Regions from separate parts of the Mus musculus genome. Here regions 2, 3, 4, 5, 6 and 7 are each linked to region 1. Evidence: chromatin contacts called from public Hi-C, HiCAR-type, HiChIP or PLAC-seq and promoter capture Hi-C data. All regions are on one chromosome and are shown on one strand. The core of a region is the stretch at or near the end of the contact, and the rest is flanking DNA. Distances in the headings are between cores, read along the strand shown.

Region 1 (4,267 bases), core at 833-3,332:
CGGAAGGTGAGCCCAGGCTGATATTAATTAACCATGAGTTGATTCACAGGCATCTTCCAGTCATTAAAGCAAACATTTGGCTTAAAATAGCCCTCTTCCCACTCTGACTGCCACCCTTTGCTTCTTTCTTTACACCACAGTGGTGGAATCACTGACACTTACATGGTATCTGTGCCCCAAGAGCAAAGTTTTTCATGAAAGGAAAGCAGGGTAAACCGTGTTAACTGCTGTGCAGTGGAGACAGCTAGCAGCAGGCCAGACCCTGAGATGACTACATTGTTTTTCTGTCCATAGTGGTGCTGACTCAGCATCGGTTAATAAACCCTCTGCAGGAGGCTGGATTTCTTTTGTTTAATTATCACTTGGACCTTTCTGAGAACTCTTAAGAATTGTTCATTCGGGTTTTTTTGTTTTGTTTTGGTTTGGTTTTTTTGGGTTTTTTTTTTTTTTTTTTTTTTGGTTTTTGGAGACAGGGTTTCTCTGTATATAGCCCTGGCACAAGAGCAAGCTAACAGCCTGTTTCTTCTTGGTGCTAGCGCCCCCTCTGGCAGAAAATGAAATAACAGGTGGACCTACAACCCCCCCCCCCCCCCCCAGTGTATTCTACTCTTGTCCCCGGTATAAATTTGATTGTTCCGAACTACATAAATTGTAGAAGGATTTTTTAGATGCACATATCATTTTCTGTGATACCTTCCACACACCCCTCCCCCCCAAAAAAATTTTTCTGGGAAAGTTTCTTGAAAGGAAAACAGAAGAACAAGCCTGTCTTTATGATTGAGTTGGGCTTTTGTTTTGCTGTGTTTCATTTCTTCCTGTAAACAAATACTCAAATGTCCACTTCATTGTATGACTAAGTTGGTATCATTAGGTTGGGTCTGGGTGTGTGAATGTGGGTGTGGATCTGGATGTGGGTGGGTGTGTATGCCCCGTGTGTTTAGAATACTAGAAAAGATACCACATCGTAAACTTTTGGGAGAGATGATTTTTAAAAATGGGGGTGGGGGTGAGGGGAACCTGCGATGAGGCAAGCAAGATAAGGGGAAGACTTGAGTTTCTGTGATCTAAAAAGTCGCTGTGATGGGATGCTGGCTATAAATGGGCCCTTAGCAGCATTGTTTCTGTGAATTGGAGGATCCCTGCTGAAGGCAAAAGACCATTGAAGGAAGTACCGCATCTGGTTTGTTTTGTAATGAGAAGCAGGAATGCAAGGTCCACGCTCTTAATAATAAACAAACAGGACATTGTATGCCATCATCACAGGATGTCCTTCCTTCTCCAGAAGACAGACTGGGGCTGAAGGAAAAGCCGGCCAGGCTCAGAACGAGCCCCACTAATTACTGCCTCCAACAGCTTTCCACTCACTGCCCCCAGCCCAACATCCCCTTTTTAACTGGGAAGCATTCCTACTCTCCATTGTACGCACACGCTCGGAAGCCTGGCTGTGGGTTTGGGCATGAGAGGCAGGGACAACAAAACCAGTATATATGATTATAACTTTTTCCTGTTTCCCTATTTCCAAATGGTCGAAAGGAGGAAGTTAGGTCTACCTAAGCTGAATGTATTCAGTTAGCAGGAGAAATGAAATCCTATACGTTTAATACTAGAGGAGAACCGCCTTAGAATATTTATTTCATTGGCAATGACTCCAGGACTACACAGCGAAATTGTATTGCATGTGCTGCCAAAATACTTTAGCTCTTTCCTTCGAAGTACGTCGGATCCTGTAATTGAGACACCGAGTTTAGGTGACTAGGGTTTTCTTTTGAGGAGGAGTCCCCCACCCCGCCCCGCTCTGCCGCGACAGGAAGCTAGCGATCCGGAGGACTTAGAATACAATCGTAGTGTGGGTAAACATGGAGGGCAAGCGCCTGCAAAGGGAAGTAAGAAGATTCCCAGTCCTTGTTGAAATCCATTTGCAAACAGAGGAAGCTGCCGCGGGTCGCAGTCGGTGGGGGGAAGCCCTGAACCCCACGCTGCACGGCTGGGCTGGCCAGGTGCGGCCACGCCCCCATCGCGGCGGCTGGTAGGAGTGAATCAGACCGTCAGTATTGGTAAAGAAGTCTGCGGCAGGGCAGGGAGGGGGAAGAGTAGTCAGTCGCTCGCTCACTCGCTCGCTCGCACAGACACTGCTGCAGTGACACTCGGCCCTCCAGTGTCGCGGAGACGCAAGAGCAGCGCGCAGCACCTGTCCGCCCGGAGCGAGCCCGGCCCGCGGCCGTAGAAAAGGAGGGACCGCCGAGGTGCGCGTCAGTACTGCTCAGCCCGGCAGGGACGCGGGAGGATGTGGACTGGGTGGACATGAGAGAGGCTTATCTCAGATGTTGGATCTTCTCTTGGAAAAACGTGTGGGTACGACCTTGGTAAGGAACCAGATTCTGTCTTTAATACGATTTGAAACCTTTTATCCCTTTTTCTTTCTTCCTTTTTTTTTTAACTTTTCTTTTCTCCCCCCTCCCCCTTTTAAAAAAAAAAAAAGAATGAAGCCTCAGTAGAAACCAGCGCTTCTGTTTTAGTACGCGGAGCACTGTCAAACATTTAGAAGACTTTTTTCCTCCGTATGAATCATTAACCCTTTCAGTTCTAGACATAATTGTCAATTCACTGAAATTTCAGTAGTGGTTCTTGTCCGCTTCGCCACTCGCTGCCTTTACATTACTGTAACTATCCCGGGTTGACTTAGGTTTTCACTTGTATTTAACATCGTTTGTTCCACATGACCTTACATGTTGGAACTAAATAAGAATGAGATAGTTTAAGTTGTACCCGGGACAAGGACAAGTAAGCATCTTTCCCCTTCTCGGAGCGTCCTATCTAGGGACGAATTGTAAAGACCAGCTCCGGAGAGGGACTCCCGCTGTACTGTGTTTACATTTTCACAAGCGCGCGTTCTAACATGGTTATCCTTATTCCTAATTTTTATCTGCGGCGTCTATGTGGGAATACGTTGCAGAGGCTGTTTTATCTTTCTTGCTTTTCCTCTTTGGAAAGGACTTTTTCCGAGGGCAGATAAGAGGAGGATCCCCAAGTCTTCTGTATAACTTTAGTTACAGTAAACTGTGCCACTTCAGTGACTTCTGGGAATTCATGCACTTTCACATTTAAATAGAAAGTGCTATTTGTGGCTGAGGGCTCCTAAAGGAATTCTCTTCAGGGAATTCTATTGACTTTTTTTTTAATATGTTTTGTTTTTAATTTTTCTATCTGGCTCGAGATGCCCACGGATTAAAAAAACAAACAAAACTGCTGGGTGTTTCCCTCTTCCCCAATTTTTCTTTTCCTGTGGTCCATGGGAGCTCGGGAAGGCTGGTACTCAAGGATGCTGGCAGGATGCAACCCCTCTCAGGCTTGCCTGCTGGAGGATGAAAGAGACTGAACGCGCGCGCGCGCGCGGCAGAGGGAGGGGACCTAGTTGTTTTGAAAGTTGCTTCGCTAGGGAGCTGGTGGGAAAGTTCAGTTTTCCCCATTTGGAAAAGGCAGACTGGGTTCCGCTCCTGCACCACACGTGTTTTCCATTTTTAGCTTCATTCAGACGCAGGCAGCGCCCCTGCCTCTTCCTCCCCTTGTTTGTGACACTTCTCTGAGACAGCTTTTCCACAGCTCTGAGGGTCTGGCGGCCATGACCCCGGGCGTCCCGGGACACAGGACGCAGCAGCGCCCACAACACATTTCTGCCTTGAGTGATAAAGCCAAGGATTGTTCAAAGGTAGCTGTTCTTTCTCTCCCGATGAGGTTAACATATACATATACGCTTTTTTTTTTTTTTTCAGCCAAAGGCTGCATTTTAAAACCGTGCTTCTTCAAGGCAGTCTACTTTACACGGCTTTGGACTCTTACTCAACTGTACAAGTACTCCAAGCTTTTAAAGTCTTCAGAGCACCGTGTTAGTCATAGCCTCTAAGAGGGAGGCACAGGAGCGCCGGACAATGGGGATTAAAAGCCTTTCCCTTCTCTTCCAGGCTGCCCCCAAGTCTAGCTCCGGCTCCGTGAAGTTTCAAGGACTGGCAGAGACTGGGATCATGAAAATGGACATGGAGGACGCTGATATGACTTTGTGGACAGAGGCCGAGTTTGAAGAGAAGTGTACATACATAGTGAACGACCACCCCTGGGATTCCGGCGCTGACGGGGGTACTTCTGTTCAAGCCGAGGCATCCTTACCAAGGAACCTGCTTTTCAAGTATGCTGCCAACAACAGCAAAGAGGTAAGCCGGCTGCCTTCTTGAAGTCTGACTGGCAATTGGGCCAGCTCTCCTACTACTATCTC
Region 2 (4,267 bases), core at 739-3,238, 880 kb before region 1:
AAATATTGATTTTCTACAAAAAGAAAAAAATAAGAGTCCAACTACCTTCCAAACATCTTAATAAAAATACAAGCTTATCACGATGGGCTGGTTCCAAGAACCCTAAAATGAGTGTGAGTGTCACGCCTGCCTCCTGTTGCCATGGCTACCCAATGTCCTGTGGGAGGCAGGGATAATCCGTACACTCCCAAGACCCTATAGATAATGTCACTGGGGAAGAGCCTAAGGAGATGAGCCTGAAACATAACACATATGTAAAAATCATTTTTCAATCATACTTTCCTGCATTTGATCAGCTTCTATACCACAAGCCAGCCAATGTTGCCTCTCTTTTTAATCTGTGCCTCAATCCCAACCCCAGCCCCAACCCCATCCCTGCCCCTAGGACTAGAGACAGCTTTACTACAGGGTCTTAAAAACTCAGTCGAAACTGGGCAGTGGTGGCACACGCCTTTAATCCCAGCACTTAGGAGGCAGAGGCAGATATATTTCTGAGTTTTGAGGCCAGCCTGGTCTACAGAGAGAGTCAGGGCTACACAGAAAACCCCTAAAAACAAAACAAAACAACAACAACAAAAAAACTCAGTCGGGTTGTGATGTTCAAAAGCAGATTTTTGTACTAAATTAATCGACACAAACACCCCCTCATATTTCGCCTATGCTACCTCCTAATCTGCTATAGTTCACTTTTAGGTTTTAGAAGTGGCATTAAAAGCTTACATTTCTGGTCAAAGGAAATTGGCAAGGAAAACTATTATTTTCCTCAAAACCAGAAAATATTAATAGCTATTAAAATGCATTACATGTGTTTATTTCTACAGTGGTGTACGGGTGCATAAGTCAGAGGACAGCTTGCTGGAGACTCTCCCCTTCCACTTCGCGGGTCCTGGGGATACAACCCAGGTTGCCAGGCGTGCTGGCATGTACCTTCACGGCCTGAGCTCTTTCACCGGCCCTAAATGGCCAGGTTTAAATGCAGGCATATTGTAGAACATACTTTGCTACGCTACACTTATTAAAGATACGCAAATGTTATATGCAGCTGTAGATATATAGTTACATATATTGCTGTGAAATGCTTCTTACCTGTCATAAATCAGTTCAATTTTTTTTCGCTATCCAATGACTTAGTCTAACGGCCTGCTTAATCACTTCTTAATAGGTTTAAGTGGCCTACACTGAACTGCCCTTATACGAATAATGAATGATGATCTAATGAAGAAGGTTAGATTACTGGATGAATTTGTAAACTGTCAAAATCAGAACGTCATCTTTCTCATCAGATCCTCCACGTCTAATTCCCCAAATTACTCACTGTAGTAAAAGCGTGCCCATCTACTGGTTTTCAAATAGGCATCTGCAGGTCTACATACCTGACCGAGGAAGCAAGCTAGCACATTAAACCTTGACCAAATTAGAAAAAAAAAAAAAAAAAAAAAAAAAAAAAAAAAAAAAAAAGAAGAAGATGAATAGCGATGAGCAAAAACCTTTTGAGGAGACGCGCAATTCACTGATATTTTCCCGGACTCTCCGCGCACCTCCGGGCGGCTCGGGGCGACGGTTTTGTGGGATCCGTCTGGCAGCCACCCGTTTCTCTAGGACGCGGGCGGGTGGCGAGGACCCGTGGCTCCCACTGCTCCCCCACCCGGGACCCGCTCGCCCTGCTCTCACAGCAGTGTCAGCGTCCACAGCTCCGCGGCCCCCCGCTGTCCCGCCGAGGGACCGGGGCGCGGGCAGGCGAAGGGCGGCTGCAAGGACGACGCGGGACGCGGGCGCATCGCAAGTTGCTCGGCCGCTCCGTGCCCAACTTTCCCGCGCGATCGCGCGCTCTGGCTCCTTACCTTGCGCGTCCCGGGGCCCGGGGGCGGCGGCGCGCGCAAAGTTTGCGACGGCGGCGGCGGCGGCGAGCGGCGGTGGCTGGACGGGCTCGCGGCGGGTCCCCAGGCAGCGCGGCCCCGGCCCGCTCCCCGTTCGCGGAGGCTTTGACTAAAATAGGCATCCCGGCGGCCGGCTGGGGCGCACGGCGCACGCGCCGCCCGAGGTCGCCCCCGCGGGCGGAGCCCCGCTCCCCGCAGACCCGCTGCCTGGCCCACCGCGTGCGCGCGCCCGCTCCCGCGCTTCCTTGTTTGGGCATGAGTGGGGACACGCGCGGACGCGGGTCGCCCCCCGCTGGAAAGGGCAGGGGAGTGAGGACAGACCCCTCGGAGAGTTGCCCGAGGCTCGGAGGGCGCTGTTGCTCCGAGACACCTGATAGCCCAGCCAGATCCCACCTACAAGCTAGCAGGCTGGATTTCAAAGGAGCGAGGTTAAATGCTTACATTTAGGACCAGAAATTGAGAAAAAATAGGATATGGACATATTCTTCAATCAGTATTTATACTGGACATGGTATACCGGACCAGATAAGAAATGCAAGAAAGTTCACAGTAATGAAAAATCGGTGGGATGAAGTTTATAGGACAAATAGAAAGGTTAAATGGACATCCGATAACCACCAAGTGTCCTCTGTGTGACAGAGAACGCAGTCCTGTGGGATCAAAGATCAAAACAGAACCCCCGCTATGTCAGGATGCGTATAGAGTACCCCCGAGGTGCACATTGGTCCAATCTGCCTAGTAGAGAGCACGCCTGCTATTCCAGAGCCAAGTAGTATAGACCAAGTTGCAATCTGTCTGCTCCAGTTGGCTCTGGGGCATTCCCCACAGGCCCCTGTGTTGATGGCTTGGCTTGGTCCCAGCATTATTGAACCTTTAAAATCTTTAAAGAGGAGTTGGCTCAGTAGTAAAGTGCTTACCAGCGAGAAGCCTGAGTTTTCAGTTCCACAACGCAGGATGCAACAGCCTAAAACCTGTTATCCCAGTGTATCCATGGGGACAGGGGAGAGTCCCTGGGAACTTCAGTGGCAGGGCAGGAAAAGTAAGTCTCAAAGAAGGTGGATGGCAGGAGATCACAGTGGCGGTTTTCCTCTTTCCTCCACCTCAAGAGAGCCTGCTCTCAAATCTCTCCCTCCCCCCATCTCACCTTCATGCCCATGCTCTCCCCACGCGCTCTCCTCTTTCCCCCTCTTCCTCTCTTCATGAGTGTATGTCCCAGGGCATGCAGAGGGACCATCAGTCTTGTCTTGTGAGTCTCGCATTAACCTGAAAGTTCCCGGTTAAGCTAGTCTAGCGGACCAGGGAGCCTCAAGGAACCTGCCTGTCACACCCTCACCAGTTTGGGATTACAAACTGAACCTCCACATCCGACTTTTTAACATGGATTTGGGGGATCAAACTTCTGTCTTCATTCTTGTGCAGCAAGGACTTTACTAACTGAACCATGTCTCCAGCCCCTTAGGGTTGTGTTGAGAGCTGAATTTCATCACACCCGCAAAGGTTTTAGAATGGTGTTAATGCAGATTCTGGGTGTTTTATCGCTAACTATTCAGTCTGTTAATTTCTAGATGTTCTGTCTGCCATTTTGGCTCCCACAATTAAATACATTCGAGGTATGGGTGTGGATCGCTGTAAATAAAAGGTTTCCCTGTGTGGCTGTTTGTTCATTGGGGGATGGCTCATTATATGAGATCTGGAATTAGCCTATATTCTAACCACAGAACAGTGAGTAAATTTTAGAACACTCTTGTTCTAGATTGCTACTAAAATAATTCATAGGACTTGAGAAATGAAGGTTTGGCCATTAAAATGCTTGCTGTACAAGCAAGAGGATTAAAGTTCTGACCCCTTAATCCTGGGAGGATGCCCCCTCTAAGTCCATCATCAAGAAAGCAGAGATAGGGGTTCCCCAGAGCAAGCCATCCAGTAAGACTAGCCGTATGGGAAAGCTCTGGGTTTTACCCTCTAATTTTGAAAGATTTATTTATTATTTTTATTTGTGCATGTGTATATTTTTGCTTTAGTCTATACAAATCATTACAGGAGCCCTCGGAGACTAATGGGTGTCATATCCCCTGGTGTCTTAGTTAGGGTTTCCATTGCTGTGAAGAGACACCATGACTAAAGCAACTATTATAAAGGCAAACATTTAATTGGGGCTGGCTTACAGTTTCAGAGGTTCAGTTCATTATCATTACGGTGGGAAGCATGGTAGCATGCAGGCAGACATGGTGCTAGAAGAGCTGAGAGTTCTACACCTTGATCCACGGGCAGCAGCAGGAAACTCCCTTCTGCACTGGGCAGAACCTGAGCATCAGAGTTCTCAAAGCCTACCTACACAATGACACACTTGCCCCAGCAAGACCACACTTGTTCCAACAAGGCCACATCTC
Region 3 (4,267 bases), core at 1,294-3,793, 880 kb after region 1:
AGAGAGAGAGAGAGAGAGAGAGAGAGAGAGAGAGAGAGAAGAAAATTTGGGTGTGGCCAAGAATTGTGGCATACACCTTTAATCTTGGCACTCAGGAGGAAGCAGAGGCAGGCAGGTCTCTCTAAATTCTAGTCAACAACAACAACAAAAACCCAGCCCAGTCAGCAGTTCATAGTGGGGCTTATCTCAAAACCAATCAAAACAGGGGGAGGGAGGCGTAGGGGCCGTGTGTCTGCATGGTGACTTGCGTGGTGACTGAGATCTAAGAGTTTGCTGGACCACACAGCCTGGCCTGATATGCTGAGTCTCTGGCTTCACACAGCCTGCTTTAAGGAAGTATCTTAACATTTAAAACTGAAAAGGACATTGGGTATCCTATCTGCTCATTTGAAATCTTGAAATTATAACCCTTCCCAAAACCTGAAAAAAAAAATGTCTCAAATTGAAAACTGGGAGCTGGCCACCCTAGGGATGTCGCTCAGGGGCCAGGCTTCACTGCCAGCGCCAGAGGTTAGCAGCAACAGTGATTAATTTAATCTGCATTTCAAATAAATATCGGAGACTCCTTGCTCTGCGGCAGAAGGATTTCAGTTAAAACATCCTCCCTTTCACATAAGGCGGGGTTTGGAGTTAAATTTCACCAGCTCATTGCCTGGTGACTGACTAGACGCTGTGACCGAAACCAAGGCTTTCCCTGTGTCCCAGCAACCTAGTGGCACATTCACCGCTGCTTTTGCAAGCCGTGAAATGCACAGTCCGGCGAGGCACGTGATACTCTCCTTTGTCATGGAACAAAGGCTGATCCGAGTTTTTAGCCCTCACTGAAAGGAGGGTTTGCCAGGGCTTGCTAGAGCTTCCGATTACAAGCAAGAGAGAGGGCGACGTGGCACCCAGCAAAGAATCTAGCCACACGTACTTTCGGCGGCCCCTTGATAAGCCCTCCCACATCAGCACCTTTTGTTCTACAGGCGTAAGGTCATTAACCAAATATTGACTGAAGAAATGTGCAAATTGTGTCCAAAGTAGATTAGCCACACCTGATCCAGTCAATTATACTTACTGGGTGCCTACTGTGTGTAAGAGAGCTTGTCCTATCGGGAAGTGGCATTCACACAAAAAGGAAAACATTAATATGCTAAGTTGTTTAAAACAGGGAGCCTGTCTTAGGGGTACCGGAAAGTAACCGCTCTTCATTTATACAAAGAGCTTTTAGTACAGCAGGTGACAAAAAAACTAAATAATAATAATAATGATGATGAAAAAGGAGCCCAATGTTCAGTCTGAGTCTAGAGGTCCTCTCTAACACCATCAACAAAATTTTACGTTAATTATTAAATTGGCATTAAACAGTTTTTCTCCACCAATCTCCCTTGATTTGTTTAACCAACACCTCCCTCTCAACATTTCGGGGGGGGGGGGCGCCCTGGGGAGAAGGGAATCTGAGTGAGACCAACCAGTTTCACGATGCCCAGCCCCTCCTAGATGGGGGATCGGGTGAACTGAGAAAGGCCCCGGGGCACAGTCAACCCGCAGCGAGAAGACAATGGGGTATAGTTACCCTGCCTGAGAAGGGGAAGACGAAGCGCGCCTCAAGCTCTTGGGCTGCTCTCCCAGGTGAGCCCGGACCCTGGATCTCTAGGGACCAAAAATCCGGCGCTCCCAACTTTTCAGGGGCAAAAAGCCCTAGGGACATCCCTAAGCGAACCAACCGCAGTGAAAAGCTACAGTCGGATTCTCTGAGTCCCGTCCCAGTCTCTCAGGCTCAGCTCCAGGTCTCATTCTGGGCGCGGCGCCTTCACCCTAACGCAGCTAGAGCAGCGCCACCCATGGCGTTGGGGGGCAAGATCTGTACCCGGGACAAATCTAAGAGAGGAAGCGTCTGTGGACTAGGACAAAGCCTGACGGAGAATCGGGACACTACAGTCCTGCCCTCCGTCTCTATAATGCCCGGGGATTCTAGGTTGGGATGGGGCTCCTAAGGTGGCCAGGGATGGAGGTGTGGGGTCGCACCGCGAGAGTTTGTGCAGTCGGGAGGTCCCTAACTAAGCTTCAAGACCTGTGGGAGATAAAGCCACAACCAGGGCTTCCTGGGTGATCTCCAAACCAGTTTGGACGGTGGAGGATGGGCGTGTGCCACGCTCCCCCGAAGGGGACCGTTCCCTCTCTTTGTGTGGTTCGCAGGGAGCGCGAAGACCTTCCGTGAGAAGGGAAGGGGGCGCTCTCTCGAGGGAATCCACACCACGAGTTCCCCAAGTCAGTTACACAAAATTCTCCCCCTACCCCAGTGCCTGGCCGGAGGCAAAGACTTTGCCCCTCCTACGCGCGCGCGAACACACACACACAAGCCCCAGGACGCGTCTCCAGTGCCCAATCGAGAACAGGGTCTCACCTGCGTGGGTAGGAGCAGTGCCAGAAGCAGCAACCCCAGCCCTAGCCTGGCCACCATCGCTCTGCCCATGTCCGCTCCGTCGGCGCGCGGCGCGACTCTCTAGATGTTCGGTAAGTGGAGATCTGCTAAGCTCGCGCGGGCGCAGGCAAGGTGGGGAGCGCGGCCGGCCGGCGGGACCTTATATACCGGGACAGCCACAATAGCCGTGACGTGCGGCGCCCGCCCACCCGTGCTCTCCTCCTCCCCCGCCGCCTCCCCGCCCCCACCCCCACCCTCCTGTGCGGCTCTCACGGCCCCTCCCCCGCCGCCTGCACCGGCCCGGGGTGACTTGGGATGTCCCGGGGCGGCCAGCGCGGCAGGTGGGCGGGCGCCCCGGGCTCTGGCACAGCTAGGGTTTCCCCGGGCAGGCTGCATGCACAGGCGCAGGCGACTCCCACACGGGACCTGGGGCGAGCACACGAACCACACACGCCGGCCGGCCCAAGTTTCCTTTGTTTCCCCGGCCCTGCCATCTTACCCCCCAACACGAAAAGTCGAAGCCGCGGGCGCCGCGCAGACTGCGCGGAGCTCAGGGCTGGTTTTTGTCAAGTGCCGGCTGCAAGGGGGAACGGGACAGGCTTGGCAGGTCCCCGGGCCGTGGTGCGCGGGGTTGGCGAGGAGGAGACCGGGCGTCGCCACGCACTGTCCCTTGGCGGCTGCACGGCAGGGATCGCCAGGATCCCGGGCCCCAGCCGTGAGTATGCTCGGCTGGGCGGCCGCCCCTGGCTGCTTGCTTTGTGTTTTGAGTTCCTCTAGTGCTGCATCAAGCATCGCGCACCCGGCCATACCCGGGAGCATCCAACCGGACCTAGGCAACAGCCAGCTGCGCTCGGCCACGGGGCGGGACATTGCGAGGGACTGGGTTTCGGTCCCAGTATTCTCCACGTTTCTGGGGACGTGCTTGTTCTGCCTCTGTGGCACAGTACTTGCTCAGCGTTCGAACGCTTTCTTATTCAAGCCATTTCCACCCATAGTTGCCTTTAAGTAATTTGACAAACCGATTCAGAAAGATTAGTCATCCGTCTGTACATTTTAGTGGAATCTTTCTTTCGACCTTCTTTTGTGAAAACTTCAAAGCAAACTTTAAAACAACTTAGTGGTAGAATATTTTCTAATCTTTAATCACAGGGTTTAGGACCTTCCTATTTAAAGTTTAGCCCACGTGTTTTACAGACCTTAAAGCAAAACAAAGCAAACCTAGCAACGGTGGAAATTTGTTTAAATTTCAATTTTTGCAGAACAGCCTCGTAAAAACAAAGTTTTATGGCAGCAAGCTGACAATGGACTCCACAGTCGTTGGTTTGTGGCTGCCTGAGCCTTACCAAGTCAGCCACAACCGCTCAGTAACTTTCCACGTGTGAGGTGTGCTTGGGCGCACAGGAATTTTTGTATAGCGCCAGTGAACTTTCTGTTTAACAGTTAGCACACTGTATAGAAAGGTCGTTCTGTGCCCAGCAACGGCGGCGCTCCTCTCCCAGGGTGGCGCAAGGACTGACTCAATAGCGCCTAACCCCAAGGGCGCCGTCTTCAGAGTTTCTTCAGGACAACAGGCTATGGGGCTACTCCTGGAGTTATTCCTGGCTTCCATTTGGTTTGGGGGTTTTGTTTTGTTTTGTGCCCTAGGCTTGTTTTTTCTGCCCCTCAGTTCTCCATTCTTGCCCCTCCTTCCTCCAACTTGATCTCTCTCCCCTCCCTCTCGGTATTAGTTTAAGGAAATGTGTTGGTGCCGTAGTTAACAACACAGCCTCTGGAGCCAGGTATCGGCCCAAATGCTATGAGACATTCTTTTTTTTTTTTTTTTTTTTTTTTTTTCTTTTTTACTTTGGACAAAAAGCTGGG
Region 4 (4,267 bases), core at 1,298-3,797, 830 kb before region 1:
TTTTCCTGCCCTTCCTTATTCAGCCAACTTGACAAAAAAAAAAAAAAAAAAAAAAAAAACAAAAACAAAAACAAAACAAAAAAACAAACAAACAAACAACAAAAAAAAAAAAAACGGACCCTTCTAAGAACTTGTATTAGAGAGTATCTGCTCTCAGGTCCCAGAGACTCCCCTATAAGCTCAGGAAGTTGCTGGTTCTCTCCTGACAGTATTCCACACCCCTTTCCTTGATAGTCCTATCCTGGCCAATCTCAGTGTGACAGCCTCAGGGGGTTATTTCTGTTAAAGAACACAAAGTAACAAGTCACTGTAGATCTGTGTGAATTAGCCCTGGATCCTCCTGGCTGGAGGGGGAGTCCCTAGGCTGGAGAAGGAGTCCCTGGGCTGGAGAAGGACTCCCTGGGCTGGAGGAGGACTCTCCACAGTTATACTGCAGGAGATTTAACCCATCTCCTGGCTGGAGGAGGACTCCCTGGGCTGGAGGAGGACTCCCTGGGCTGGAGGAGGCCTCCCCATGGTTATACTGTAGGTGATTTAACCCATCTCCTGGCTGGAGGAGGACTCCCTGGGCTGGAGGAGGACTCTCCATGGTTGTACTCCAGGTGATTTAATCCATCAAGTTCTAGTTATTTATTTTAGTTAATACCAATAATAATTTTTCCATTAACATATTTTACCCAATTTCTATACTTAGATAAAGGAGGATTTTTCCCTCTTTCCTTTAAAAAATGTAATTAGTAATTTAATATGTTCCTCTTTTCCACAGGTAAATTCAATCAAACTCTGTATCACTCATAACCCTAGCTGAACAGTATAATTACAAAAAAAAAAAAAAAAACCCTCAACAGGTTTGCATATCCATCATAGACATTTTCCAAAGCAGTTTTGAAATCTGCTTTGTTACACATCATAGCGAATGCTTCCAGATTCTCCTGGTCAGAAAGAGCAGACAGAGGGGCTGTAGCTGTCCACGTGAGCCTTGAAGATTGTACTCTGGGATCTTGGCTTCCTGTGACATCAACAGCATAGAACGAACGAAAGCATTCTCAAGCACAGGCTACACAATGATTCAGCTATTTTGAAAAACTAATTGGATTAATAAGCTTAACTATTGAATGCCTCCTGTTTAACCATAAAGTTTTGACAACAGAGAATGCTTTAGATTTCAGTTTGGCTTAGTATCTCAAACTATTGAAGACCACACACAGATTTTCCAGGACAGAAGAACCTCGGGTTATTTGGAAACTGGAACCAATTAATCCCTTTATTTTTGCAAATGGGGAAACTGAGGTCCATTTTTTTTGTTTGTGTCTATAGCTCTGTTGCTGTTGTTTTCTACCATGAAGGACAACACCTAATTACTGTACTAGCTTAGAATAAATATTTCGTGCAATAGATTTTAGAATTAAAAAATGAGCAGGGAAACAAAATAGTCACAAAAGGCAACAACAACAGGCACCAATAATACTTTTTCCAAGGCTGTCACTAAGTTTAATTGCACTTTTGCAAGCGTGCAAATTGAAACAGAAACATCAGGAGGGTGGGTAATTTTGTTATTTTTGATTCAATTTTCTTTTAAAAGTGGGATTCTAAACCTACTTTCCATTAATTTATTAAATGTTTATCCTTTTAGTATTTTTTTCTTTTTCTTTTTTTCTTTTTCACTTTCCCCAGATGTTACCTGGCTGAAATTTCTCCCCCTCGATCTTTGTACTGCATTTTGACACTGTCTTTGATCCTTTCCTACAATACAGACTCTCAAAACTAAACCGCTAAAACCAATCTTGATGATGAGATGACATGTGGGGTGTATAAATGTCGTTCTTTCTCTGGCAAGGGGATCTCCAAGTACAGAAAGCAGGTCAGAGTCTAGCTGCCCTTTGACCCCAGCACCTACCACACGCCCTAACTGCACAGACCCCAGTTGGGGTCTTAGTCTTGGAAAGGAAAGTGTTACAGGGCATGACTCGCCCATGGTGAAACGCACACCTGCCAGGGCCCCAGGATCTGCTTTTCCTCTCGAAATATTTTCCTTGGGGCACCAGGTGCCTAGGGCGCCGCGAAGGTTCTGGAGCACTGGTCTGGCAGCTTCGTTGGGGGGAGGACCGCTCGCTCTCCCGCGATCCCTAGGGGAGCTGCAAGCCACGCGGCGCGCACCGGGCTCCAGGGCGCGCACAGAGGGGACGCGCAACGGGGGTCTGAGCCTTTCCCCGTTCCCGGTCCGGGCAGCCCTGCGAAGTTGCTGGGCTGCCACTCCCGCGCGGCTCTCAGCTTACCTTCCCGGCCTTCACGACGCTCCCGATGGAGCCCGTAGAACTTTCCAGCCGAGTGAGCAGTGGCAGGCGGCTCTGGTGACTCGAAAACCCACGGTCCGAACCGCTCTCGCCCCGCTGCCCGCCCGCACCCGCCGGGATCCCGGACGCGTCCTCCCGCGCCCGCTCAAGCAGGGCGCAGCCGATCAGAGCCGCTCCCAGCGGCGGGGACGGGCTCGGGCGCGCGCTCCGAGGCAGGCGGGCAGCCAGCGGGTGCCAGCAGGGTGCGGAACTCGCGAGGCTCTAAGTTGGTAAAGACTCATGGTAACCAGTCTTCGGCCCAGACCCTGGGCTACCCTTGGTGGAGAGTGATGGAGGTGAGCACCAGCACGGGAAGCAACTATCTGCCTTCTCACCCGGCCACAGACAAGAAAAATCACCAGAGAGGTGTGGGATATATATGTGTACTGGGCAGAAAAGGGGCAGTGTTTATTTGTGAGTAAATAGGTTGGTTAAAGGGGGAAAAAAAAGATAAAGGACATAGATCATAAAAGACAAAACACAAATGCCACATAAGTTCAAATAATAGGAAAAAGGGGGGGAGGGGCAATTTAAAGCAAGTGTCACATGCATTTTTGCCTCTATGAGGTTTTTATTTTCTTCAGTAGACCAAACTACGTGGTAACTGTGAATAAATACGGGCATGACCTTTCCAAGTCGTGTTTGAGGAGGTTTTTACTGTAGATACTAGCGGGAGTATAGCCCGAGGCATCTGAAAGAGTCTAGAACAGGGAGAGTTTGTAGAACACTGAATATGAGCCACAGACTGAACCAGGCCATGCGAAGGTGGCACATGGGGTGGGGGTGAGGAAGAGAAGAAGAGAAGACAGAGAAGACGTAGATAAAGATCGCGGAGAGCTAAAAGCCAAGAGAAGGAACGACCAAAATGTCAGGATCCTGTAGGAACACGCAGCTGGGCGAAGGAAAGCAGGGGTAAAGAAGTTTAGGGTGGAGGGTGGGGTGAGAAGAGCTGAGACTAGCCAGGATGCTAGCAGGTACTTGCAAGGTGGAGACAGTGCTTTGATATGCTAATAGCACCGCAGTTAACTCTGAGTTTCCTTTGGACCTGACCAAAGGAGGAAAAATGAGACACACAACTTAAAGATTTCAGTGCCATCCTTTTTGCTGATTTTCATTTTATATAACCATTCTGGTAGAGATGACTCCAAGAAGGACATTTTTTTTTCTCGTGTTTTTTATTTGTTTTATTAGGTAATTTATTTTATTAGTTAGTTAATTTGTTTATTTGTTTGTTTGTTTGATTGATTTAGTAGTTACTTTGTTTGTTTGTTTGTTTGCTTGCTTTCTTGTTTTGAGACTGGGTCCCTCCACACAGCCCTGGCTGTTCTGAAACTCACTATATGGTTTAGACTGGCCACAAACTCAAAGGGATCCACCTGCCTCTGCCTCTCTGCCTCTGCCTCTCTGCCTCTGCCTCTGCCTCTGCCTCTGCCTCTGCCTCTGCCTCTGCCTCTGCCTCTGCCTCTGCCTCTGCCTCTGCCTCTGCCTCTGCCTCTGCCTCTGCCTCTGCCTCTGCCTCTGCCTCTGCCTCTGCCTCTGCCTCTGCCTCTGCCTCTGCCTCTGCCTCTGCCTCTGCCTCTGCCTCTGCCTCTGCCTCTGCCTCTGCCTCTGCCTCCCCAGTGCTGGGATTCAAGGAGTGTACATCACACTCAGCTCATTTTTCTAGTTTTAAAAACATGTATTATCACTGTTTATGTGTCTGCTGTGCAGAGGGGACTGGAGGACAGAGGACAACTTTGTGTAAGAGGTTCCTCTTATTCCACCTTTTCATGGGTTCTGCGGATCCAACGTGGATCATCAAGCTTGGCCATCTGGGCCAATCTGGGCCATCTTTTTGGTCCCCATGACAAACATTATTTATTGAGTAATCGGAATCCGTTTTAAGCCTCAGAACGACCACGAAACCAAGACTAGAGATGACAAGAACAAAGGCC
Region 5 (4,267 bases), core at 842-3,341, 650 kb before region 1:
GCAGATGGGTACAGATACCAAGTCCAGGGTCACATTTGCAAATGTCTGCCGAGTGGTGCTTCATACATTCCCTTAGTCAAGTCTACCACAAGATCTCAGAGGGAAAAGGCCTCGACTTCTGGGAATTTCAAGTATGAAAAAGCATAGCCAGAGGTAGTAAAAAAAAGAAAAAATCATGATAAAAAGCTAAAGTAAAGATAAGTGTTATTGTAAGACCTGGTGAGAGCGGCATCAACCTACGCTTATTCTTCTACAGCTCATTTTCATGTAATATCTTTTTGATTACTAGCTTTCACTGATCTATATAAATGTAACCTACACATTTTACCTGCTGGATGCTATACATACAATCTAGGGATTCCACACAACTGAGCCTTCTCCCTACTATTAAATATTTAGATTGTTTCAGTTTCCTTCATACAATAAACGATTCCTTAGGAAAATCTTAAACATATCTGTAAGCTAAAGTACTTCCCAGGTGGGAGACCTAAAACGGAAGTAACCAGTCACTGGATATGTATATACTCAACCTTATTAGACAACTGTAGTGACTTCTGTGATTACCTGGCTGCAGTGTATGAAATTCGGTATCTCTACAGTCGTATGATTGTAAACTTTATGTCAACTTGGCTGAGCCACAGTGTTCAGATATCTGGTTAATCAAGATGCTTCTGTAGTAATGTCTCTTAAATGAGTGGGCGCGCGCACACACGCACACACACACACACACACACACACACACACACACGAATGCATGCAGACACATGAATGCATGCACACGCATGCAGACAGACAGACACACACACACACACACTGTTGACTCTTTTAACTTTATTTATTTTTTTTATTAGATATTTTCTTTATATACATTTCAAATGCTATCCTGAAAGTTCCCTATACCCTCCTTCCACCTTTCTCCCCTACCCACCCACTCCTGCTTCTTGGCCCTGGCATTCCCCTGTACTGGGGCATATAAAGTTTGCAAAACCAAGGGGCCTCTCTTCCCAGTGATGGCTGATTAGGCCATCTTCTGCTACATATGCAGCTAGAGACACAAGCTCTGGGGGTACTGGTTAGTTCATATTGTTGTTCCACCTATAGGTTGCAGACCCCTTCAGCTCCTTGGGTTCTTTCTCTAGGGGCCCTGTGTTCCATCTTATAGATGACTGTGAGCATCCACTTCTGTATTTGCCAGGCACTGGCATAGCCTCACACGAGACAGCTATATCAGGGTCACACTGTTGACTCTTGTTCCGTATAAGAGCCTTGCTACACTTTCTACCTGTGATCCTTTAATTTGGTCATTTCATAGACATATTCTAAGTATCTATATGTACAAACTCATGTTTTATTTATGTATATTAATGATGTGTCAGTAAACTCACAGAAAATGTCACACCAGACGAAGGAGACAATCACACGTAAGCATGGAACTATGCCACATATTACACATCAACAAGTGCCACAAATAATAGGAAGAAATCTTAGCAAAGGGGGCAGGACATGTGGTGAAGGTCTGTAGTTTTAAAAATAGCACTGGGGGAGGCCCCTTAGCACAGCTCACTGGCAATGCCTCAGAGCTGTCATTTCATTTGACATTATCTGTGTGTGTGTGTGTGTGTGTGTGTGTGTGTGTTATCTGGAGGCTCTTGGTATTTTCTTGTTACTTTCACTTATTTGTAAGTAGATTACTACAGACTTGGCCTTAACAGTGTTCTTGGGATTTGCTGTGCTCCTTGGATCTGTGGTTTGTGTATTTTAACAAAAGTACCTTTTTTTTTTTTTTCAGCATTTCCCCTCATTTACATTTTAAAAACACCCTCATCTCTATCTTGGCATGTCAAACAATGAGCTTCACTTGGTCCTGTATAACGTTTTCTAAAAGCCGTTGTAAATTATTTCTATAATTTTTAAAGTCTTTGCTAACTCATTTGCCATTTCTGAATCTATCCGTATGATTAAGGATTTTCCTGGCTCCAGGTCACATTATTGTGCTTCATCGGCCATGTGGTGACTTCTGAATTGGACTCTGTGACTTGGAACGTCGTCAGGACTTTTTCTCTCTAATCTGCCTGTAAAATGTTTTGAATCAATTAATTTTCTGGCAAACCAGTTGGCCCCATTCCCACTTGCTCTCCAGCTTTGCTGGCTCAGGTCTGCAGCCTGACTGCACAAGCTCTCGCTCTCTAGGGACCACTGACTCCCTAGGTGCTGATAAGGCTTTGTGACTTTTGTCATAACGCTGTCACCAAGCCTTGTCAAGCGGTTAGTGGTTTATAGCTCCTGGGTGTTGAGCTCAGCCTGAATTAGGGAGCCCCATTCAATGCGCATGCATCCTGATAGAAGCCACAGAGTGATCCAAAAGCAAATCCCTGTGACTCTTCCCAGGAAGTCGCCACCACCACACACACCTTCAGTCTCTCTGGATCCTCAGTTTGGTGAGAATAAAATGCTCAGTTTCATTCCCAGACCTGTGTGTGTGTGAGTGCGCGCATGTTGCGTGTCTGTGTATATGTGTGTGTATACATATATACATATAATATACATATACATACATACATACATACACACACACACATATATTTTAAAGACAGAATCTCATGAAGCTCAGGCTGGCCTTGAACTCACTATGCCACCACAGATGGCCTTCAGTTCCTTCCTGGTCCTTCTGGCTCCACTTACTGAGTGTTAGGATTACAGGTATGTACAACTACACCTCAAAGTCAATTTCTTTATGACCCTTTTTCACTTCCGACTGATCAGAGTCACACATTTCATTTCTTTTCTGCTTTTACTAAGCTAACAAACTAATGCTCGTCATGTTAGCCCCACCTTTTTAGACAGTCCTATATTAAAAGCATCAGTAATCACAATTATAATTTTATTAGATATTATGCAAAACAGCCTCTTTAACATTAATTAGTTCAGGCTTTTGTTCTCTTGTCCTTTGAAAACAGACAGAAACTGTGCAGCTGCTTCGAGCCAGGCCACATCAATCACAAGTGACAGGCCTTCAGCTGCAGCGCCTCAGTCAATGGAAAAACAGAACAGCAACGTTCGCGCGAGAGCACCAGACCTTGGCGAGCAGCTGCTTCTGGAGTATCCCAGGAGCATCCCAGCACCACCAGACTAACAGCCCCAGCAGGTCACAGTCAGTCTAAGGCAGGGGTCCCAGGGCACACCGCTGTCACAATGACAGTTAAGACAGGTGTCGTCCTCTTGGTGATCATCACAGAGTCGCATAATTTGCCTAACTGGAAACACCTTTGTATTTTCAACGTTCAAGCTGTCAATCTCAAAACTATGTCTACATGATTTTCCTCTGAATGTACAGATTAGAAAAAAATACCTTTCTCCACTAAAAATTAATTAGGAACAATAGTTCCTTAGCTTCTTAGAATACTTTAAGGTTATTTTAAAGATGATTTTTAGAGATCACTGTGAAGACAAACATTCTGCTAATAAGGTCTTTCTGACTCTAACAGATAAGCGGTGGGGTTGGGGGGATCAAGAAGCAAACAAACAAGAGAGTCAGGGTCTGGACTTTGATGGACAGCCTAAGTCCTCCTCTACAAAGTATTACTGTTTTAAGCAGTATGATAGTAGTTATAGTAGCCTCGCTTTCTGAAAGCAATCTGACTAAAAACACTGTGTGGAAAAGAGAAGCAGTAATGCTAGTCTGACCAATTATGAAATATGTAATTCCTAAGTTTCTAGTTTTCATACCCTTTATTTTATAAGATTTTAAGTCTTGCAAACTTCCTTAAAGTCATAGTCACTTTTGTCCTTGATAAAACATTAACACAAGCAAAACCCCAAGAATGACTATAAATGAGACAGTTATGTTCTGATACTAGATCTACCTACCTTCTTCACGGTATTGGTAGGAATCAAAGTTGAAAGTCACCAGTCTTACTACTACAAAGTTTAATATGTCAATATTCTGATAGCTGTATTCTATGGTGTCCTCTGGCCTATATTTAGAGTGCTGATTTAACCCAACTAGAAAATAACTAAGGGCAAAAAGAAAGCTAGCATCTGGGGCTTGCCTTGGTTCCAGCTACTTGGAAATACTACCAATAAAATGGAGACTGAGTTGAGTGCTGTCTCACCCCTGGAGTGAGCTACCACAGCGAGGTTCACAAACAAGACCTTTCTTAAAATAAAGCATATTCATTTGCCCAGAGTAGATGAGGGCACTCAGGTGTCACCAAAGGTGGCTGATTTCAGTAGGATCACCCAGCTTCTATTTTCTCTAACAAAGACA
Region 6 (4,267 bases), core at 898-3,397, 610 kb before region 1:
AGGCCTAAATTCCCTGACCTGTTAGATACATAACTATGACATGGAATAGGCGATGGCAGTACATGACATTTTCTGCTCATGAAGACACAAGAGCTTCATGCTTAAATACCATATTCAGGGGACGCATATAAACATGGCTGAAAGATGGTCGCCGAGAGACAGAACTACAGAAATCTCCAGCATATACTACAGGGGGCCAACCATCCAAAAGCTACAATCAAGCCAATATGAAGTCAAGCCTTCTGGTAGAAGAACTCCCGCTGTAGGAAAATGCCACCAAGGTAGGTTATCAAGTCAACATCAGTACTCAGTAAAACCAGAGGCTAGACCTGACTGGTCCTCCTTCACCAAGACTACAGGCTTAGGGGTATCAGGAGACCTTCAGTGAGAAGGAACAGGGCATACTAAATTTTAAACACTCCTTTCACAGATGTGTGTGAACTTTTAGAAAACTTCATAAAATCCCTATTTAACCCTTTCAGGAACTGTTAAGTACTGATAAACTACAAGACTGGTGCAGATTGGAGTAAGGAAAAATTAAGCAAGAGCCAACACTACCTTCACTCAACTACCGGGTCCAAAAAAGAAAAGAAAATCCTAAGACTATATTTATCAAAGCCACAAAATGGTAGTTATACACACACACACACACACACACACACACACAGGTATAATACATATTATTGGTAACATATATACATGTACATATGCTAACCTGAAAACCGAAAAGACACTCAAGACTCAGAGTCGGAACAGTTTCACATCTTTGTACCTGGCCCACGGCAGAGCTCGGCCATCTAGATGACAAGTCAAGGCCTGTCAGCCTTAATAGTCCATGTATAAAAGGGGGCCTCACACATGAACTCACAACAGGTAAGACTTGCCCAATGTCACCCAGGTAGTGAGGGCCACCAACAACAGCATTCAGGTTGTCTGGGAGTTAACCAGTCCCCTTGAAGATGAATTCAATGAGCAAGCAGTTAAACCAACTGAGAACATGGTTCCCAGGGGTCACCCATTAATGCAGCACAGATACTTGGACGTTCACTTGAAAAGGAGAAGGTCTTTAACACTGAGACTTTACCTCCATGTGTGATGTGCTGAGTTCAGAGTACATTTTCTGTCATGAACCAGATCAAAGTAAACAGGAAAAAAAATAGAATGGTATTATACAAAAATATTTTTACTTTGATTCTATTTTAAGTAACCTGAGAAACCAGGTTGTGACTACAGGAATTGGGGTCCTAATGTTTGGATTCAATCCACTTAAGTCCCAAACTACTTTTTACACACACACACACACACACACACACACACACACACACTTCTGAATTTCACTACCTGGGTCTCAAGTTACCTGCAGTTCACCTGCAGCTTAGGTAAACAGTTAACTCCCAGCGGGGAAAACTTTCCTTGCAAAAGGCCACCCCGTCTTAACTTCCTTTCTTAAGCGAACCTGACTGGCCCCAGCACACTGTGGGCCCACTGCTCCTTCCCCAACACTGCCTCCCTTATTTGCATCCCAGCAGCCAACGTCAGGCACCCGATTCGGGACAGCACAGCCTTAAAGCGCAATGAATGAGCTTCAACTCTAAGGACTTGCAAATTCCAAGTTCTCAAAGTTTGCTTTTGTTTTCAAATCTTACATCATTTTTCCCACGCACACACACCAGCATACACTTGGTGCTACCACCATATTTAAGCCAGACTGCTTCTCCTCTTAGAAGCACAGGGGTACGTTCTGGCTGCCCACTGGCCCCAGATGCCCATGCCTGCCCGGGGGGTCTGTCCTTGGGGCCGAGCGGCGTTGACCACGGGCGTGGACACGTGGGCCGAGGCCGCCCGCTAGGTTCAGGCTGGGAGGAGCCCCGCGACCCGGGCGGCTCCGCAAACAAAGGCCGGGGAGCGGCGCGGGGCGAGCGGGGGCTGCGGGAACCGAGCTGCGGGAGGCGCGGGTCGGGGGGCGCGGTGAGAGCGGGGTACTCACGGAGGTCTCGTCGCGGTACACGTCGGGGTACTGGAAGGACAGCATGGCCGGATCCGGGCGCGGGCTGAAGGGGGGAAGTGCGGGCGAGGCTGGGCGCGGACTGCGGCGGAGGGCGGCGTGCGAGCGGGCGAGCGGACAGCCGGCGTGCACGGGCGGACTCACGGTGGGGCAGTGCGCCAAGCAGGAAGACGCTGTCGGCAAGGCCGGGAGCCCCTCCCCGGCGGGCGGGCCCAAGCGGCGACAAGAGGGAGCGGAGTCGCCGCGCGGGCGCCGGAACGGGCGCACAGCTCCCTCTGCAGGAGCACCAGCCGCGCCCGGGCGCACGGAGGAGCACGCTGGCGACGCCGCGCCACGCCGCTCGGCGACCGGCCTCCCGCAGCCCCGCGCTACGCCGCCTCCCCTCCTTCGCGCCCAGGAAGGAAAACTTTGCCTCTTCCCTGACCTAGGCCGGCTTTCCCCAACCCGCCCGTCCGCCTGCCTGCCACCAGCCACTCTGTATATGGAAGAAGAAATGCTTCAAGGTGATCGTGAAGGAAGTACAGCTTCCTCCCTTAACCCTTGATGGACACGGACTGCTCGGCCTCCAGGCTGAAGAGGTTCTTCAGAGGTGTTGCCAAGACAATGGATGATCCCTTGTTGGAGATTTACTGACTGATGGGGAGCGAGGTGAGAGAACTTATGGTAACCTAGGGTCCTTGTCTGACCCTATGGCTCCTCCCTTCTGCTTCGGGTTTTGTATTTTGAGCAACACTGTTCCTGAGTTGTAAAGAGACAAGATACCTCCTGCCTGATCTCAAACCCATCATGAAGACTGACTGACTACACTTCTCTATCCATGGGCCTCCTTTGTAGACCACCCAGAAGAGGCATTGTAGCCCCAATTTTCAATGTGTATAATGTGTCCTTGCCTTCCTACTTGCCATGGGAAAGATAGGGCCATCAGTAAAAGTCTGCATTATAAGAGAATTCTCACTGTTGGTTTCTAACTATTAAGGCTCATGTTGCAGGCTAGCACTACTGAACCCAGTCGCCAGGGGCTGCCAGGAGGTCTAGCTCCTGCCATCTCTGTGTGCAGTGCGTCATAAAGATAATCCCAAGGACACTTGACTCAGAGAATCCCCAGATAAGCGTTGATGCCTCCTTAAATGTTGATTTGAAAACTGTTATTGTCCCAGTTTTACAGTTGAGATAAACTGGAACTTTGTTTTGCTCAGTTTCACAAATAGTAGGGGTGGAGAAGAAAAGAGAGCCAGGATTCAGTCCCTGAAGGCTAACATTTCATTTCTACCTGTCCGACGTCTTCCCCCTCAGAAGGCACATAGAGATGCAGTTTGTTTGTAGTTTACAAGGGCATCCTTTTTAGCAAGAGAAACTTGAGTTTGACTACTTATGCTAGAAAGACTGACAAGTGTAGCAGCAGCTCATTATTATTATTATCATTATTATCATTGTCCCTGTTGCTGTGATTAAAAAAAAAAAAAAAAACTCTGACTAAGAAAACAAACACAGGGAGGAAAGGATTTGTTTTTGCTTACAGGTCAACATAACTCATTTGTTCTACAGCCCAAGTCTACCTGCTCATGGATGGTACTTCCTAGAGGGCTAGGCCTTCCTATATCAAATAGCAATCAAGAAAATGCCCCGCAGACATGCCCAAAGCAGATCTGCTAGCGGCAACTCTTCCATTATTCCTTCTCCCCCAGTGGGTGTGTGGAACTCACAAGCCATGACAATACTCAGGGAGGAATGGAGCCTCTGATACCATTCACTTTCTCTCCTTAGGGTCAACCACGTGTCCAGCTCCTTGGACCTCGACAGCTGAAAACCTGCACTCCCTGGTTGTATACCCTTCATGTTTTCCAGGTTCTAGATCTGTGCTGTCCCTTTAATCCCGTAACAAACTCTATTTAACAGATACAGAAAAATCTCAGCCACCTTAAAGCGCCTAAGTCACCCAACACTAAGACAGAACCAAGGCTCCCTTACTTCAGTTGGTCCTAAAGTCCACCTCCCTGTTATCAATGAAGCATTTGAACTGTTTTAGAAATGGAAGTGTTATCTCCAGAATAAAGACCAGAGTGTCTCTGTTACTGAGGGGGTGGGTAGGGGCATGGGGAGCACCTCCAAGACAGCCTTCAGCAGCATCTTTTTTATAGCACTGATTGAACTTTGTCCCTAAGAGGCAGGCTAGTGATTTGCTGCTCAGCACCACCTCAAGTTGCTTATGAAAGTATTCCTCCCACCCACACATTGTTGAGGGATATTTTTGTGCATTGTGCA
Region 7 (4,267 bases), core at 1,205-3,704, 560 kb before region 1:
GGGTGGACATTGACTTCAAGTGGTTCTGTCTGACTTCCTGTCTGTCTATCTATTATCTATCTAGATACTCTCACTACGTAGGCCCTGGTTGACCTGAAACTTAATATGTGAATTAGGATGGCCTTGAACTCACAGAACTTGATTTACTTCAACCTTCTATGTACTGGCATTAAAGAAGGGAACCACAATACCCAGGTGTATATGGATAATTTAAATATAGGAAACAGAATTAGACTATTCAGCGTCAATATGCCTTAGTGTCTTTGTAATTTTCAAATATGCAGGTGAGTATTTAATAAGACCATGGAGATTAAGAGGTTCATCTTAAGCTGTTCTAACACTAGAGAAATGGCAGCAGGCAGGGCTACATTATATCTAGGCAGGTTCTGTACTCTCAGCTGAAATCCACCATTGGATTTACACGTAGTAGTCAATCATGATCATATAGTGACTCATAAATATTGTCATCCTTTCAAATTATTTATTATTCAAGAAAATAAGCAGAAAGAAAAAAATTCTCTTCTCTTCACTTTTCTTGCTAATACAGAGCCTCTATATACTCTAGGGTGTCCTTGAACTTAGCAAGTTCCAGGGGACCCTGGAACTCACAATTCTATCACCTTAGATTCCTGAGGGCTGGAATTATAGGCATATATTACAATAGCAACTGAAAATTCAATTAACTTTTCTTCTCTTTTTTTAAACAAATCATTTAAATTTTGTCTCATAAAATATATTTTGATCACATTCTTTCCCATCCCCCAACTCCTTCCAGATTTTTTGTCTTTCTCTACCCACCTAACTTCAGGTTCTTTATTTCTTTCTGTCTCTCTCAAAATAAAACAAAACAAAATAAAACCCAAAAAGAAGAGGAAGAAGAAGGAGAAGAAGAAGAAGGAGGAGGAGAAGGAGAAGGAGAAGAAGGAGAAGAAAATTAAAACAAACTAGCTAAAACACCCCAAAACCAAGAAGATAAAAACAAAACAAAAAGCATGCAAAAAACATGGAGTCTGTTTTGTGTTGACAACTACTCCAGGACTTGGGGCCTGCCCTGCAGTGTGGTCAGAATAGGCCAACTCTGATTGCATTGGAGAAAATTGATTTTCCTTTCCCAGCAGCTATCAGGTGCAAATAGCAATGTGATAAGGGGGACTCATGTCTTCTTCCCCTTCTCTATGTTGGGATTTTGTCTGCTTTGAACTTTGTTCAGGTCTTGTACAGACCGACACCGTCTCTGTGAGTTCATATGTGTAGCAGCCTTGTTGTGTGTGGAAGATGCCATTCCTTGGAGCCAGCCACTATCACTGTCTCTGAGAATCTTTCTGCTTCCTCTCCCACATAGGTCCTTGAGTCTTGAGAGAAGGGGTTTGTTAAAGACATTTCATTTAGAGCTGATTACTCTAAAGTCTCTCAATTTCTGCACACTGTCCAGCTGTGGGTCTCTAGTTAGTCACTATTCACAGGAAGGTGAAACTTCTCCATGAGGGTGAGGTGACACATTGATCTATGAGTGTAGCAATATATCCATATTAAATCATCCAGACAGTTTATTGCTATGTTTATTGCAGAAGTTGCCTTTAGCAGTAGGTTTCCCACTAGGGCCTATGACCTATCTATTTTAGACTTTTGGCCACTTTAGCAGTGTATTCTTTAGTGTGGATTCTGTTTCATGCAATGCGTCTTAAACCCAATCAAAAAGTGGCTTGTTACTCCTTTAACATCTGTGCCATAGCACATCTGTATTGCCTGCAGAAGACCACCATTGTAGGTCACAGGGTTTGTAGTTAAGTGGTATCGAGGACAAATTTTTCTCCTCTGGTATTATGCAAAGTACCTTCTAGCACCATGGATACCAGTCGGCAGGGGCAAAGCTTTTAGCTAGGCACCAGCTTAAGTTCTCCCTGCTTGATGACATGAGTAAGTGTATCTTCAGCAATAGGGCATTACTGTCAGATTATAAAGAGTGATGTAACTTTGGCAGTGGTAAAATTTTATTTTTAAACCAAGAAATTTCTGTCTGTGTTACCTCTGTTTACTTCCCATTTTTCAATAAAACATGAATTTAGAAAAATTAAGTCTTTTTAAAAAATTCCATGCATATTTTTTTTATCCCTTATAAAATAATTTAGTTTGTAATGCTGTGTAGGATCATTCCTAGGAGTCTGTGTTTTAGACAATTGATTACTGTCCCAGGTTGAGAGTTGAAAATAGGACTACCCTTATGTGGTTTTAAGCAGAAGGAAGTATAATTCTTCAAAATTCCTGGAAGGACTGCAGGCCGCCATTGACGGAGAGAGCACAGCTAGTTTGTTCTAACACCAGCTCTAACACCCACCCTCTCCTCAGCAGCTTCATGTGTTAAACCGAAAGCAAAGAAAGGCCAAAGCTATGCGTAATCTTTACAGATGCTACAGGCAAAGGGAGATGGTATGAGATGGCCGCGTGCCGCTTTGAACAAGGGCTCATGTGTGAGAACACAGCTGTGATGTGGTTGATCTGGAGGCTGACAAAGGTACCTCGTGTTCTAGGTCAGGAAAGCGGCAACCCTGAGTCGCTTTCTTCCCTTGTGAAACTTATTATCAAGAGATACCAACTTGCTGCCAAGTCAGGGTGTAAGTTTAGGAATGATGCAAACAATCTGAAAGACAGAGACAAAACAAAAATATTTGCTGCTTTGCCAGAGAAACAATGAAATATTTAGCTGTTGTGTGTCTTTTATGCTCCGGAAGCTTCCGAATTGGCAATCTTTGTAACTCTTAGAGTAAAACCGAGGAAAGAGGCTAGGAGAGGCTCATCCTGCTTAGTACCTTCTGGGTTGTTCTAGAGGAGAGATCATCTCATGTATGCAGCCTCGCATAAACCGAAACTGAAAGGCCAAAGGGAATAAAGCTCAGCCTCTTACGCTTTAGGCGGCACTAATGAACATCTTGATATTTATATGTCTTCTAATACTTTAATAACAAGCTATATAGACTCATGTCTCTTCACCACTCCACCCTCACGAGCCCCGCCTCTGCATACTTTCCATCTATATAGACAAAGGTAAACAGTCGGTTTGGGTTAGAAGATGTTATTTGGGAGCCATTCTTATAAGATTCAGGTGGAAGCAGGCAGGGACAAAGAGAGAAGCCTTCCCGCGATGCCATCCCTGGGAGCTCAGCCACACCCTCTCACTGGGAGCACGGACTTTCACTGTGGCAGGAGGTGTTTGTTTCTGGGTCACAGCTCTGTATTGACACTGCTTTTTGTTTTGTTTTGCTTTCTTCTTCTTTCTGAATGACTCAGATGTTGGTCTGTTGCTCTGGGTTAATGGCAGGAACAAATCATAGGGCCCACTGTTGCTAGGCTGGAAGGAGTGGACGTGACAGCTGGCACTCACTGGAGGAAGTTAACATCTGGACGCTGGAAGGCCTAAATCTGGTGACTCAGCCACCCTGCTTTCAGATACTTGTATGCGATGTGCCCATAAACATCTGACACTTCCTGGAGCGGTAATAAAGTTCATGACAAAGATTTTGGTGTCAGTAGTCTCTCTGCTAGGATATTAGCCATAGTGGTGATCAATTCTGAGAATGGATGGACTGTTATTAATTGCTTACAACTTAACACATGCCAGGCTCAGCCCTACCAGTTCATATAGCATAATACTGTGAAAGGTATATTGGCAGGTTTCCCCTCTTTTATTCAAAATAGTCGTTTCTCATATGAAATCAAAGTTTGCTTTGTAATTGGCCAATACCCAATTTAAAATTAATTCAAACTGAGTCCAGTTAGACAGAAGGGGATTCCAGGAGTGTTCACAGAACAAGTGTTATTAGAAGAAATCACAAAAAGGCAAAAACCAAACTTTAGCAAGCACTGAACCTTAACTCAGAGTAACTACGCCTGCTTTAGAAGGCAAGACACTCAACAGAAATTTAGAAGACAAAAATATAAAAGGCTTTGGACATGAACTAGCATAGTCAGATACCGAGGACTGAAGGAACTGGTTCAAACAGCCCAGAAGTATTTGATACAGGGCTGTTCATTCAGAGGGACAAAGATTCTGAAGGTTTTGGTGCATAAGAAAGGGCAGATCAGTTTAAAAGTGCTTCTCCGGGATTACTATAGTTATCACCAACTTTACCTTCCTCTAAAAATCTCATGAGATTCACTAAGTCCCATCCTGGCCCTCATTTACATTTTATTGTTTTGTATTTACACAAAACCCTTCCCTGACAACCGTTCACAGGTATTCAATGGCACCACACTTTCTGAGGCCAGAGAC

The links. Promoter capture Hi-C pulls out the DNA fragments that hold promoters and counts their contacts. A called contact is a pair of places that touch in the nucleus more often than the background predicts. HiCAR-type assays count read pairs that join an accessible place to other places. HiChIP or PLAC-seq counts read pairs in DNA pulled down with a chosen protein or histone mark.
Region 2: a contact with region 1 is called in a HiCAR-type map of astrocytes, with 2.7 times the contacts expected there. The contact joins the promoter of Bves here to the promoter of Prdm1 in region 1. A contact is called at or near these places in 3 of 39 promoter capture datasets (the HPC-7 cell line, hippocampal neurons and stem cell-derived epiblast-like cells), 2 of 115 datasets of contacts at active chromatin or transcription factors (astrocytes and embryonic stem cells) and 1 of 9 other capture datasets (embryonic stem cells).
Region 3: a contact with region 1 is called in an H3K27ac HiChIP or PLAC-seq map of T-cell acute lymphoblastic leukemia, with 2.7 times the contacts expected there. The contact joins the promoter of Cd24a here to the promoter of Prdm1 in region 1.
Region 4: a promoter capture Hi-C map of embryonic stem cells shows a contact between it and region 1, with 2.8 times the contacts expected there. The contact joins the promoter of Popdc3 here to the promoter of Prdm1 in region 1. A contact is called at or near these places in 1 of 39 promoter capture datasets (embryonic stem cells) and 1 of 115 datasets of contacts at active chromatin or transcription factors (stem cell-derived neural progenitor cells).
Region 5: an H3K27ac HiChIP or PLAC-seq map of hepatocytes shows a contact between it and region 1, with 5 times the contacts expected there. The contact joins the enhancer-like site here to the promoter of Prdm1 in region 1. A contact is called at or near these places in 8 of 115 datasets of contacts at active chromatin or transcription factors (the 230-238 cell line, astrocytes, embryonic stem cells and 3 more) and 1 of 9 other capture datasets (embryonic stem cells).
Region 6: a contact with region 1 is called in a Hi-C map of B cells, with 32 read pairs. The contact joins the promoter of Prep here to the promoter of Prdm1 in region 1. A contact is called at or near these places in 10 of 484 Hi-C or Micro-C datasets (B cells, CD4 T cells, bone marrow-derived macrophages and 5 more), 22 of 115 datasets of contacts at active chromatin or transcription factors (the 230-238 cell line, SST interneurons, bone marrow-derived macrophages and 11 more) and 4 of 9 other capture datasets (adipose tissue, embryonic stem cells, liver and 1 more).
Region 7: a Hi-C map of the 63-12 cell line shows a contact between it and region 1, with 2.9 times the contacts expected there. The contact joins the enhancer-like site here to the promoter of Prdm1 in region 1. A contact is called at or near these places in 1 of 39 promoter capture datasets (macrophages), 12 of 484 Hi-C or Micro-C datasets (the 63-12 cell line, the AML12 cell line, CD8 T cells and 8 more), 20 of 115 datasets of contacts at active chromatin or transcription factors (the 230-238 cell line, CD8 T cells, the SCID.adh cell line and 16 more) and 2 of 9 other capture datasets (adipose tissue and embryonic stem cells).

Annotation. Positions count from the first base shown.
Region 1 is chr10:44,456,563-44,460,829 of GRCm38.p6, reverse strand. It overlaps Prdm1 (PR domain containing 1, with ZNF domain), which reads left to right and starts at 2,082. Exons shown (of 7, transcript NM_007548.4): 1 at 2,082-2,363; 2 at 3,960-4,205. The coding sequence starts at 2,322.
Region 2 is chr10:45,333,456-45,337,722 of GRCm38.p6, reverse strand. Bves (blood vessel epicardial substance) reads right to left here and starts at 1,988. Exons shown (of 8, transcript NM_024285.3): 1 at 1,842-1,988.
Region 3 is chr10:43,577,445-43,581,711 of GRCm38.p6, reverse strand. Cd24a (CD24a antigen) reads right to left here and starts at 2,543. Exons shown (of 2, transcript NM_009846.2): 1 at 2,390-2,543. The coding sequence starts at 2,458.
Region 4 is chr10:45,287,585-45,291,851 of GRCm38.p6, reverse strand. Popdc3 (popeye domain containing 3) reads right to left here and starts at 2,547. Exons shown (of 4, transcript NM_024286.1): 1 at 2,277-2,547. Gm15934 (predicted gene 15934) reads left to right here and starts at 2,436. Exons shown (of 2, transcript NR_155869.1): 1 at 2,436-2,629; 2 at 4,219-4,267.
Region 5 is chr10:45,102,200-45,106,466 of GRCm38.p6, reverse strand. The region is part of intron 6 of Prep (prolyl endopeptidase); the gene reads right to left. Among named protein-coding and RNA genes, the nearest start is that of Prep, 37 kb to the right of the region's middle. Within about 2 kb of position 2,091, at least 55 of the 459 cell types and tissues checked have an H3K27ac peak or open chromatin away from gene starts, as enhancers often do. A contact at or near this core is called in the 230-238 cell line, hepatocytes and thymic regulatory T cells, where this site is marked.
Region 6 is chr10:45,065,096-45,069,362 of GRCm38.p6, reverse strand. It overlaps Prep (prolyl endopeptidase), which reads right to left and starts at 2,147. Exons shown (of 15, transcript NM_011156.3): 1 at 1,988-2,147. The coding sequence starts at 2,032. It also overlaps 2310075K07Rik.
Region 7 is chr10:45,018,683-45,022,949 of GRCm38.p6, reverse strand. No RefSeq gene overlaps it. Among named protein-coding and RNA genes, the nearest start is that of Gm40639, 3.5 kb to the left of the region's middle. Within about 2 kb of position 2,454, at least 68 of the 459 cell types and tissues checked have an H3K27ac peak or open chromatin away from gene starts, as enhancers often do. A contact at or near this core is called in the 63-12 cell line, CD8 T cells, the SCID.adh cell line and 8 more, where this site is marked.